Regions from separate parts of the Sus scrofa genome. Here region 2 is linked to region 1. The links are chromatin contacts, called in public HiChIP or PLAC-seq maps. All regions are on one chromosome and are shown on one strand. Each heading gives the region's core, a stretch centred on a gene start, on an enhancer-like site or on the middle of the called end of the contact. The rest is flanking DNA. Distances are from core to core; before and after follow the strand shown. Region 1 holds the start of CCDC24 (coiled-coil domain-containing protein 24). Region 2 holds the start of ST3GAL3 (ST3 beta-galactoside alpha-2,3-sialyltransferase 3).

Region 1 (2,750 bases), core at 89-2,588:
TGCTTCTCTCTGCTCCTCATACTCTGAGACCCAGATCAAACCAAGCTTCCAGGCCTGGCACGTGTCTCCTGGGCTTCTGCAGCCCTCGTTTGCTGATCCCTGCCACAAGTGGCTGTAGAAGTGTCCAGCCCCAGACCAGGAGCCAGGTGCAACCCTCCATGTGGCCAGGGGAGACCCACCCATTAGCTGGGGTCCTCTGCCAGCAGGGACAGGTCCCTCCTTCCCAAGCACCTTACCCGGGTTCGCCAGCTTTCATCTGCAATATCTTCTGTTCTGGCACATCACACCTGGGCTCCTCCAGAGCAAAGCGCAGGACCCTGGGGCTATACCGGACCCAGGCCTGGGTCTGGTCCCTGCAGAAGGTGCACACGAAGTAGAGTCAGGGGCTCCTTCCAGGGAATCGCAGGAAAGGCGACCCCTGCTGGCCCATGTGAGTTTTAGGGACAGGTCCCCGCCCCAGGCCTCAGGCTCCTACCTGCCCTCACAGATGGCCTTCCGGCGGAGACCCTGGAGCAGCTGCCGTAGTTCCTGGCGCACGAGGTCTCTTAGGAGCGGCGGTGGTGCCAGAAGGGAGGAGGGGTCAGAGGTGGGGCAGGAGCCAGGCGCTTGGGAGGACCGAGCCTCTAGGAGCAGTGTTCGTAGCATCACCACCTGCAAGAAGAGCCGGGACACCTTGCAACTGAGGAGGGAAAGGAGGGGAGGCACGGAGCTGGGGAAGTGAGGGGCAGCGCAGCGTTAAACTGGAGAGGGATGGGCGGACGGTGAGATCCGACAAGCTCTCGAGAGTTACCAGGCAGGACCAGGCGCCCAGAGGAGGTGGGGAAGTCATCCCAGTGGTGGAACAGGACTGGAGCGGGGCCCACCTTCCCACGCCCCACCTCTGCCCGCAGCTCCAGGCTCAGGTCCACCGTCGTCTCCCCCAGAATCCTCTTCACTTCGGGCCGCTCCAGGAGCGGAACGTGCTCCTCCACCAGCTCCCAGAGCGACAGGTAGTTCCCAGGCATGGCCCGCCCGCGCCCCGGTGCCCCCCGATGCGGGTCAGCAGGTCGGAGCGCCGGGGGCGGGGGGACCTGGGTCGCCCCGGGTCGGGCACTCCCGCTCACGCCCAGCCCCTTCCGGGTTTCACAGGCCACGCCCCCAGCCTGGCGCCCGGGCCGGCCTCCCTCAAGCCCCACCGCGTTCCGCCGCCCGTCCCCACGGCTAGAACTGGCCAGCCCAGAAGCCACCGGCCTCTGGCTCTGTCTCGTCCCCCCGGCTCTTGGCTGACGCTCAGGGTCCGCAGTTTCTGGTCGCGGCCCGAGGAGCCAGGCGGCCGGACCGGGGCCCTAGCCCCGCCCCTCCCGCGCGGCCGTCACCCGGGAAACGGGGCCCTGCTCCGCCCCCAAGCCCCGCCCCCGCCCATTTCAGGGCGGTGCCGGCTCGTCAAGCCCAACCCACCGCGGTGGTAGGTGGTTTTGGAGTCAACCAGCCGCCCCGCCCTGACCCCCACGTTCCTTCCATCCCTGGGCGCCTTTCGCTTTCAGGACAGGTGAAAGCACTGAGAAATCTGAGCCCACGGGGTGATTACTTCTTTGGCTCTTCTGGCCGCGAGGCAGCGACAGCGTAAACTTTCCCCCTTCCAGCTGGCGGACTAGCGAAGCGCTGTTCTTGGAGGAACAGGACGGCCCGGCCGGGGCCGGACCGCTAGGTTGAGCCAGGCCTCCTCCCACCACACACGCAGGGCCTGGGTTTAGGGCTCCAGATCCCCATCCCCCAAGAGACAAAGGGACTGCTCCATTCACGTTTTTTTACTAAAGCACCCACACAAGTTTCTGTGCAATGTACAAACACGAGCCGGCCCTGGGGCTACTGCCTTCTTTCTGAGGGGCGGGGGGCAGGAACCCACCTGATCCAAGCCCCACCCACCCCCCATGCAAAGCCCATCCCCAAGGTCCCAGGCAGCCACACAGCACCCTCTCTGGTCCCCTCCCGGGGCTGCTCCTCAGCAGGGGGCGCACCAGCGTTTGCCCCCCACAATGTTGAATGTAAAAGGTTTCCCCTCCCCTGGAAGCATGGGGGATCCCCAGGTCTGAGAAGTCCCCCTGGAAGCGACACTGCCCCCTAGTCATACCTCCCGCTCTTCCAGGCCCTAGGGGACTCAAGGAGGGGGGAAACTGAGGCACAGAGAGGTGGAGTGACCTGGCCCAGGCCACTCGGTGAGGCAGTGCAGGGGCTGGCCCAGCCCTGACAGTGAAGGGGGCTGGCCTGGGGAAGGAGGAGCAGGAAGAAGGGGTGACCCCAGGGAGGGCCACACTTGAGGGGCCTGCCCAGGATGGAAGCCCCCCAGAGTAGGTCCTGAAATTTCCAGGTGTAGCTGGGGGGGCCTATTGAAGACCCTCAGAAAACAGAGCCCGCAGTCTCAGTCCTGGGGGATCCGCCACAGAGCAGCCGCCAGCCAGGCTGTAGGTCAGTCCTCTGGCAGGCAATCCTTGGCACTGGGAGCCTTTGTCCACTGGTGTCAGCCCCGAGGGGGCCATGAGGGGGGCCGCCCAATGTCCACTGTGATATTGGTGAAGAGCGGCTGCCGAGACACCTCCAAGACCTGGTACCTCACTGACCTGATGCCGTCCCGCTTCATGGTCAGCTTCGTGTTTTGAATCTTGGTAAACCTAGATAGGATGGAAGTGGGTCCAGGTCAGGGCTCACCCCCAGACCCAGCAGGGATCACGGGAGCCAAGGTTCATGCCATCCTGGCTTCTCCCAGGGGTACC
Region 2 (2,750 bases), core at 70-2,569, 250 kb after region 1:
AAGGATCCAGTGTTGCTGTGCGCTGTGGTGTAGGTCACAGATACGGCTTGGATCTGGCATTGCTGTGCCTGTGATATAGGCCAGCAGCTACAGCTCCAATTCAACCCCTAGCCTAGGAACCTCCATATGCTGCAGGTGTGGCCCAAAAAAAAGACCAAAAAATAATAACAATACTACAGTAGTAGACCAAATGCCAGATGCCTCTTCCAACTCATTCTATTTCATTTTAACCTCCTGTGTAGAGACTGACTCTATTCTCAGGTGAATTCCACACTGGTATCCAGTAGGTGTTTGCAGACATAAAAACTATTTTGGAAAAGAGACATTCACTAGGAATCAGCACAGACTACCCAGACTTTTTCGTAGCCAGCTCAGACAGCCGTCAGACAAAGGAACCAGAAGAAGAGCTGTGTGTGGCCACCATGGGACACTGGAAGCTACAGCCAAGGAAACAGTGTGCAAAGCTCGTTGCGGCACAGTGCAAGCCCTTCCACTGCAAAGCCCAGACCACAGCACAGTCAAGGCTGGGTGAGCCGGAAAAGGTGGGAGAGGGGGCGAGGGGGGTTGGTGGGGAGGGGGTGTTTCAGGCAGCCTCACAGAAAACAGTGTGACACATGAGAATGGCTGCACAGGGAAGAAAGGGATCAGACGTTACTCAGCAGGGGCAGAATGAAGACATTATTCTACTCAGGTCCAAGTTCAGCACCAGTAAGAGCTCCAAGGATTCAGTAGACACAATTTCTTCGGGGAAAGTAAAAGACAGGATTAAATTAAAAACGGAAAATCCAAGGACGAGATAAAGATGAATGTCCTAAGAGCGCTGGAAAACCAACTTCGACAGCAAGCCCAAGGCAGTGACTGGCAAAGGGGAGCAGCAATAAACTCTCATAATTAAAAAAGGACATTCGAGAACCCGAAGCCCCGGCACGGTTTGCGTTTTTATTGCAGCACAGCACGCTTCCCCTGAGTGCACAAAAGGATGTGCCATGGCATGCAGCTGTTTTCAAAACCAGCAAAGTTCTCCAACAAGAGCAACAACAGTGGTGGGCGGTTTCTAAGCCCAAGTCCCGGAAATGCTCGGTGCCCCTCTCTGAAGAATTTGAGATGACTGCGGCCACAGGAAAACCCGATAACTAATCAGCAGAGGCTGTTCCCGGGGGCGGGGGTAGGCTAGAGTCACCATACTTACTGGAGTCCTCCCACTGGAGTAAATGTAGCTTCCACGCAGAATAATACAAAAATCCCAACACCAGAAAAAGGCAGAGGGCTAGCAGCAGATTGCGTACAAATACCAAGAGTCCCATCTTCACATGATTTACAGTTTCCTACATGACCTAAAGAAAAAAAAACAAAAAAAAACCAAAAGAACAATTTAGGTCTTCAATAATAAGCAATCCTCGTACGGATACACTCAACCTTAACCTAAGTATTTATGCGAGAATTTCCAAATGAAGAACAGCCTAGAATTACCCCTTAGTTGGGCATCCTCCAACCTGCTCAAGCCCGTCTCAGCTTCACCATCATTCAGCATCCAAGCCGGAAATCAGCCGTGATCCTCAGGTCCCTCCCCCTCATTCCCGACAATCGCTGATCCAACTCTGGCAGTTGCATCCTCCTGGATAAATCTCAAATCACATCCCCTTCCCGCCATCACGCCCCTCGTCCGCGCCAGCACTGTATGCCCACTGCACAAGTTGCCCTGCCTCCAAACCCACGCTCGCTGGATCTACTTGCCACCCAGCACGAGGAGGCACAAACGGGGCATTCCTCCCCTGCCTGAACCCCTTTCTATTAGTATCTCACTGCCGCTCTGACAAAGCACCACAACCCCAGCAGCCTGAAACCACACACGGTTACTGCCTCGCAGTTCTGAAGGCCAAATGTCAAGGTACAGTGTGGCTCAGCAGGGTCCCCTGCACGAGGCAGCACAAGGCCAAACCCAGGCGCCTGGCAAGCTGCCTTCCTTTCTGGAGACTCTGGAGATGAACCTACTTCCAAGCTGCTTCAGGCTGTAGGCTGACTTCAGCTCCTGCAGCTGCAGGGCCCAAGGGCCCGATGCCTTGCTGGTTATCAGCCAGTCTTTGCTCCTGTGCTCCTGCTTTCCATGCAGTCCCCCTGCAGCCACAGCAGGGTCAGCCCCTCTCACGCTGATCTTTCCAACTTTCCTTCTACCTCATCTTGCCTCCGTTGCCAGCCAGAGAAACTGCCTCGCTTTTCAGGCTCATGTGATTAGACTGGGCCCGCTTGAATAGCCTAGGGTCACTTCCCTATTTTAAGGTCTGAAGCCTTAATTTCGTGTGCAAAGTCCCTTTTGCCATGTAAAGCAACATATTCGGAGTCCAGCGATTAGGGTGTGGGCATCTTTGAGGGGCCACTCGGCCTAACACATCTTTCCTTCAAGCTTCCGTTCCTTCAGAAGAAAGGAATGGCTCCTTAGGATCCAGCAGCTTCTCGTCACACCCCATCTGACTCCTAAACCACCTCTTGTTTCTCCCACTCTCATCTGTGTGCTGTGCTCCAGCCCCCCTTCTTTCTATGCACTGGACATTTCTTGCTGCTTCTCGCCTCAAGGTCTGTCTGTGGTATTTTCTCCACTACCTGGCGGCACATGCTCTGATACTCACTTAAATCAGCATCAGCCATGAAGAGCTCTCCTTCTCCCTTTTTTTTTTTTTTGTCTTTTTAAGGCTGTACCCTCAGCAGCATAAGAAGGTTCCTAGGCCAGGGAATCAGAGCTACAGCTGCTGGCC

The links. HiChIP or PLAC-seq counts read pairs in DNA pulled down with a chosen protein or histone mark.
Region 2: a contact with region 1 is called in an H3K27ac HiChIP or PLAC-seq map of alveolar macrophages. The contact joins the promoter of ST3GAL3 here to the promoter of CCDC24 in region 1. A contact is called at or near these places in 1 of 5 promoter capture datasets (fetal skeletal muscle) and 1 of 2 datasets of contacts at active chromatin or transcription factors (alveolar macrophages).

The regions. Positions count from the first base shown.
Region 1 is chr6:167,304,133-167,306,882 of Sscrofa11.1, forward strand. CCDC24 (coiled-coil domain-containing protein 24) reads right to left here and starts at 1,339. Exons shown (of 8, transcript XM_021096826.1): 1 at 864-1,339; 2 at 476-651; 3 at 237-353. The coding sequence starts at 1,004. It overlaps B4GALT2 (beta-1,4-galactosyltransferase 2), which reads right to left. Exons shown (of 7, transcript XM_021096829.1): 7 at 1,771-2,648. The coding sequence ends at 2,498.
Region 2 is chr6:167,557,419-167,560,168 of Sscrofa11.1, forward strand. ST3GAL3 (ST3 beta-galactoside alpha-2,3-sialyltransferase 3) reads right to left here and starts at 1,320. Exons shown (of 11, transcript NM_213759.1): 1 at 1,190-1,320. The coding sequence starts at 1,304.